Regions from separate parts of the Mus musculus genome. Here region 2 is linked to region 1. A link is a contact called in public Hi-C data. All regions are on one chromosome and are shown on one strand. The core of a region is the stretch at or near the end of the contact, and the rest is flanking DNA. Distances in the headings are between cores, read along the strand shown. Region 1 overlaps Zfp654 (zinc finger protein 654). Region 2 holds the start of 4930453N24Rik (RIKEN cDNA 4930453N24 gene).

Region 1 (3,175 bases), core at 418-2,917:
ACAGGAAATCACCTGAGTGATCCACTCCTCCTCGGGGCAGCCCAGATAAACTGAATTTTATTTGGTGATTGCTTTGTTTTTTGAGACAGGGTTTTTCTGAGTAGCTTTGGCTGTCTTGGAACTCGCTCTGTAGACAAGGCTGGCCTCAAACTCAGAGATCTGTCTACCTCTGCTTCCTAACTAACTGTTAGGATTAAAGGTGTGAATCACCACTGAATTAAAATTTAAGAGAGATGAAACATGTTTATTCATAGTAAGAGAATTAAAAAAGAGTAAATAAGAAGGTATGCTAAATAAGATGGAAAAACTTGGACTTCCTTAAAAAGTACACTCCTAAAATCGGGGGTGGGGGAAGTATATATCATACCAGAAATGTTCTCAAAGATAGAATTAGGGAGGACCAAAGCACTAATTGCTACTCACTAGAAAGAGAATCTTTGGTGATTTCAAAGGTACCTGACTGAGGGAAAAACATAACTATAGGAGAGAAATATCAAAACTGAGCCAGAGGGAAATCCAACCATGATAGATAAAGTAGTCTTCTAAAAACTGATGAAAAATAATAAAAGAACGTAGGAAACCTCACCTTGAACACTGAGAAATTTATACAAAGTAGCAAAAAAGTTGTACACATCTGACAGGTAGCAAAAAAGAGATTATATTAAATTATCTGAAGTATTTCAAGTACATCTTGAGTACATATTTAATATAAATTGCAATTATTTGATCAGTATAGTGAAATAAATGAAAGGCCTAGGGAGAAGAAAAGCAATAATGAAGAGAAAGTAGGAGGTCTGCTTTTGGCCAATAACTTTTCCTTAACTGAGGAAGAGAAGAGTGGGAAATTTTGTTTGATACTAACAACATCTTGATTCAAAGTCCTTGACATTTTAGTCTCTTGGCATCAGAGGTGTGAGATAATGACAGAGCAAAAAGCAAAGAGAAAGGAATAGGAAGGCAGGAGGGCCAGTTCACAAGTAATCTAAAAAGTAAACAAACCCAACCTCAGTTATGTTTATTGATAGTAAAGCATTTGACACCCTACTACTGCTCACAGAAATGTGACAAAACAGGATGTTGATCATGCCAACAAAGTGAAACTATCTAGGGCATAGAAGGAGTAAAAGCAAAGCAAAGAGACTGAAAGGAATATAAACCAGATGAGGTACTCTTCAGCTGAAGAGATAGCTCAGCATACTGTTCTTGCAACCCAACTTCAGTTCCCAGGACCCGCATTAGGTAGCTCACAATCTGTAACTCCATTGCCAGGAGATTGGATATCTTCCTTTGGCTTCTACCAGTACTTGTACCCATCTGCTCACAGACTCGATTTTAAGGTAAATCTATTTGTTTGTTTGTTTGTTTGTTTGTTAAAGAAGCTTTCACTAGATTCCAAAAGATGTATTTTTTTTTTCAAAAACATCTAAACGAACTTCATTTCTTGGTTGTTATGTAAATGTTGTAAACATGGAAACAAAAGGGTGCTTTTATGATTTAATTCAGTAAGTTTAAAATGTCAGAAGAGCAGCAACAGCCCAGGTAACAGTGTGAAAAGTGTCTTAGCACAAGAGTGAAAATAAAAAGCAAGAACATAACCCTGGCCTGTGAAGGCTAGAGGACAGCAGCTGCAGTCGGGCTTCTTCAGACAGTGCGTGCTGTGCTACTGCACAGACTCCATGTGTGCTACTGCACAGACTCCATGTGTGCTACTGCACAGACTCCATGTGTGCTACTGCACAGACTCCATGTGTGCTACTGCACAGACTCCATGCTTACTGTAGCAAAAATACCAGAACCCCACAGAAGAAATATATGTTAGCAGTAGAGATATGTAGTACAAGTAGTATGCCCTACTTCTAATGCAAGAACCATCAATTAAGACCTCATGGTACCTGTGATTGCAAACCACTGATTTCATAAAATTTTAAAAGGAAAAATGCAAACTACTTTCAGGATGTAAAAATGTTTAGAGATAAAAACTATCTGCTCCCACCCCCACCCCCAAAATCAGTACAAACCACTTGATGGGGCTTTCTAGTAAGCTCTAGAAATGCAAGCTCTAGAGGAGAGAGAACTCAGTCAGCAGAAAGCCTGCTACACAAGCTTGAGGACTGAGTTCAGATCCCTAACACGTGAAAGCTAGACACGGCAGCGTAAGTATGTTGGCCTAGTGCATGACAAATGCATTTCCAGAGCTCTTTACCCAGCCAGCCTGAGCTCCAGGGCAGGAAAATCCTGTTTCAAAAATTAAGAACTGTGCATAATGGTGCATGACTTAATGATGCAGAGGCAGGCAGATCTCTGAGTTCTGAAGCCAGTCGGGTCTACAGAGAGAGTTCTAAGACAGCCAGAGCTAAATAGAGGGACCCTGTCCTTAAAAAAAAAAATTAAGGTGAAAAGCGATTGAGAAAGACATCTGAAGTTGACCTCTGGCCCCCACATGCATGTACACATAGAGGCAATAAATAAATAAACACTGTGTATTCGAATAATTGATAATAATGAGTCATAAAGCTGAAAACAAATTTACTTCATTTTTTATATGTTATGATTTGTATATAAAGTGTCTCCAAAATCCCGTGTTAAAATCATGGATGTTTTGACCTAAAAAGTGGATTAATCCACAAATAGTTTCATAATCTAATAGCATTATTGGAGGTGATCACATTTTTCAGAGGTGAGACCTAGATGGAGACATGTTAATGATTGTATCTGGTCACTGACTCCTCCCACCTGTTCTGCTTCCTGGCTATCATGAATTGAGCAGCTCTTTTCTACCAATCTTGATTCATCTCATGCCCAAAGCAATACAAACCACCCAACCATGCTCTAAAATCTCTGGTAAAAGGAGACAAATCAATTGAACAAATTGACACACTATTAATCAGTAGATTAAATTTGATAAATTTAAACATCTATACTAGGGCTATTTAAATTAAAACCTAAAAGAAAATTTTTAACTTGAAAACTGATCATAGTGAACAGTGATAAACTTAGTAGAAGAACTCAATGAATGCAGGCTCTCGGTTTGATCCTTCTTACCACAAAGGGGCAAAGGCAACAACGAAAGGAAAATGCAGCAAACTTTAATAGGCATGTGTTAACTCCACAGAGCCTCTACTAAGATTTTCAACTGAAGCACTACTGATGAAAAGAAGCAAGCTCTGTATCTCAA
Region 2 (3,175 bases), core at 439-2,938, 66 kb before region 1:
ATGATTTAAGCTCTTGTCCTGATTCTTGCTTTTATACAACATGGCCTATGGCTTGAAAAGCAAGAACTTACCCATCTGTCTGCTTTTTTTTTTCTTTTTCTTTTTTTGGTTTTTCGAGACCGAGTTTCTCTGTATAGCCCTGGCTGTCCTGGAACTCACTTTGTAGACCAGGCTGGCCTCAAACTCAGAGATCCACCTGCCTCTGCCTCCCCAGTGCTGGGATTAAAGGCGAGCGCCACCACGCCCGGCTCATCTGTCTGCTTTTTTAATCCCTTAAATTTTAAACTTCCTTTACCTTGCTAGGCAGTGGTGGTACACACCCTTAGACCCAGCAGAAGCAGCCAGATCTCTTGAGTTCGAGGCCAGCCTGGTCTACAAAGTGAATCAAAGACAGCCAGGACTACACAGTGACCCAGAAAATTTCTGACCCAGAAAAAAAATGTATTTCTATGCCCCAAATACCTAAGATCCATAAACCTTGAAAAAAATGATTAAAATCACAATATATGATACCAAGGAATGTTGTCAAACTTCTGATTTTACAGATAATCGAAGCTGAAAAACAGCAGCATCAAGATGTTTTTAAACTAAAAAGTTGGGCTGAAAGCACAGACCAAATATCTTTCAAATAGACTACTGCTGCAAAATAGCAAGAATTAAAAAAAAGAAAAAGAAAAAGACAATGCACTCATTACATCTACCTTCCAAAGATCTTATTCCACAGACACACAGTATCTTTGATGCCCCTATTTCCAACTTCCCTAAAGACGCTATCACCTTTTCCCCATCCATTTCAGAATAGCTACTAAATTTGGTGGTTTGTTTTGGAGGCTTGAGGGTGTTCTTCTTTTTGTTTTGTCTGTCATTTTCTATCCCTTTCTTTTCAACAACATTCGTTTCACTAATGTATTTTAGTAAGGATATTTTTAATGTCTTATAAATGCAACGTACATATGTCCGTTTTGTCTTTTATACAACCTTTTGATTTAAAAAACAAAAACAAAAGAAGCTGTGGTCTTGCTACTTCCCAACTAGGAATGAATGTAGGACGAAGAGGCTGAGCATTCCTTGACATACGTGGATTAAAACTGTCCGCCTTTTATTTGTTTCGGTGGGTATTTACCTAAGACACTGACAAATAGTGTTTATTATTTCCCTTCGGGCTGAAAGAAAACAGCAGGAGCTGACTGATCTCCGTGGAGATCGAAACTGAAAACTGAAACATACTCTGGGATGCTCTTAAAAATCATGGGAATGGGCTCATCTGGTGCTCATCCGGGTCCGCATGTCCGCAAAAGTTTGCCCAGCCGGTACCACGGTCCGACTCACCAGCGCGCCGGGACCCGGCTCGGCCGGCGGGCGGGGAGGCTGCAGAGCTGTGCAGCGCCAACCCGGAGGCCTTCCCTGGGCTTCGGCGACAACCGGACCCGACCGGACCCGACCGGACCCGACCCCTGGGGGTGACAAGGCCCCTGCCGGCGCCTACCTTGGCGGTCCACAGGCTGCACCAGGCGGTTGGTGACGGTGTCGCAAAGGGCCATGATCTCGTCGTTGTCCAGCAGGCCGAGTAGGTTTCGGCAGCCCTCCGACTCTAAGTGGCTGAGCCCCGACATCTCGCCCCCGGGGATGGGGGGCAGAGGACGACGCCACCAGTGTCGCCCTCACGGCCCGCGGGCCGGCCGGCGCCTTGGCAACAGACACCGGAAGTGCCTTTTCAATCCCTCGCAAGCGCCGGAAGGGTCTCGGAGATTCCAGCCCCTCTCTGGGCGGAAGTGCTAGCTCAGAAAGTCAGCGAGGAAATGTGGTTCCGACTTGGGGCTCCGGCCTCTATTGGAGTAGAGTTCCACAGTTCGCGGTTTAAAGAAGTGTCCTGAGCATCTATCCACCTTCCACTCGAGGCTGGGCTAGAAACGAACCTGGGGGTGGGGGGTGGGGGGGAGCGCCTCCGAAGGGGCGACTTAAAGTGCGGCGCATGCGCGCGCGTGCCTGATGGTGGAGGCAGGGGTGGAGAGGCCAAGAGAGCTTCCATCATACCCCTGTACTTTTGAAGGTCTGTCCTCTTCTAGCCGCTTCTGAGTTAGGGGAGCCATCACTTTGATATTCTTTAGCTACAAAGATTAGACTACACTTTGAAACGCTCTAGGTTTTAAAAGGACTATAACTTGCTTCTCCGCCTTTGAGATAGCTAGATAATTAATTTAACCCAATTAATTGAATCTCAGTTGAACCTCAATTGCCAGCTGGTTGGTCATTAAGTATACTTGAAACAACCTGGGACTTCAGATTTGCATCTAATGTGGAGCTGGAGGGGCAGGGTGCCACACAATCTTGGGACTACGCCTCTAGCTGCAGGACCTGCCTGCCATTAGATTTGAATTAGTGGCTGGTGTCCCCTAAATGCAGTTAGTAGTCATTTGGTTGGTGTGGGGAAACACCGTGGGTGGAAAGTGATTTGTGTTATGAATATTAGAAGGAGAAACTGGATTTCTATTAGAGTTGCTGCTTCTGCTTCTTCTTCTTCTTCTTCTTCTTCTTCTTCTTCTTCTTCTTCTTCTTCTTCTTCTTCTTCTGTTTCTTTTTTCTTTTCTTTTCTTTTTTTTTTTTTTTTTTTTTTTGGTTTTTCTAGACAGGGTTTCTCTGTGTAACCCTGGCGGTCCTAGAACTCACTTTGTAGACCAGAATGGCCTCAAACTCAGAAATCCGCCTGCCTCTGCCTCCCGTGTGCTGGGATTAAAGGCGTGCACCACATTGCCCGGCTCTAGAGTTTTTTTTTTTTTTTTTCTAAATACAGAACTATTGAGATTTGGGGCAGGGTAATTTATTGCTGTAGAGGTTGCAGGATGCCTAACACCATCCCTACATTTCCACAAAGAATAGTGTGCCCCTTCTCTCACTTGATACAAGTGAAAATACCTCCAGGCTAACAAACGTTCCCTGAGAAGGAAAATCATGCCCAGGTGAGCCATTGATTCAAACCCTGCCCAAGGTGGTTTCTGAGATGATGAAAATATTGTTGTATTGCCCATACTAACGACTGTCCACATCTGGATTTTGAGATCTCGAAATATAGTAGTAAAACCGAAGAACAATTTCAAATTTTGTGTGAATTTGAATAAAGTTTTAATATCCACATGTGGCAAGTGGCTACTGGATTGGATCATGCAGATCTAAAAAT

What was found. A called contact is a pair of places that touch in the nucleus more often than the background predicts.
Region 2: a contact with region 1 is called in a Hi-C map of CD8 T cells, with 2.2 times the contacts expected there. The contact joins the promoter of 4930453N24Rik here to the enhancer-like site in region 1. A contact is called at or near these places in 19 of 39 promoter capture datasets (the 3T3-L1 cell line, 3T3-L1-derived adipocytes, the C10 cell line and 12 more), 2 of 15 datasets of contacts at CTCF or cohesin (CD8 T cells and the NIH/3T3 cell line), 51 of 484 Hi-C or Micro-C datasets (3T3-L1-derived adipocytes, the AML12 cell line, the C10 cell line and 32 more), 19 of 115 datasets of contacts at active chromatin or transcription factors (the 230-238 cell line, CD8 T cells, the SCID.adh cell line and 10 more) and 3 of 9 other capture datasets (adipose tissue, liver and pancreatic islet).

The regions. Positions count from the first base shown.
Region 1 is chr16:64,835,259-64,838,433 of GRCm38.p6, forward strand. The region is part of intron 1 of Zfp654 (zinc finger protein 654); the gene reads right to left. Among named protein-coding and RNA genes, the nearest start is that of Zfp654, 15 kb to the right of the region's middle. Within about 2 kb of position 1,668, at least 49 of the 459 cell types and tissues checked have an H3K27ac peak or open chromatin away from gene starts, as enhancers often do. A contact at or near this core is called in CD8 T cells, CD8 central memory T cells, the G1E-ER4 cell line and 11 more, where this site is marked.
Region 2 is chr16:64,769,251-64,772,425 of GRCm38.p6, forward strand. 4930453N24Rik (RIKEN cDNA 4930453N24 gene) reads right to left here and starts at 1,689. Exons shown (of 3, transcript NM_026273.2): 1 at 1,487-1,689. The coding sequence starts at 1,613.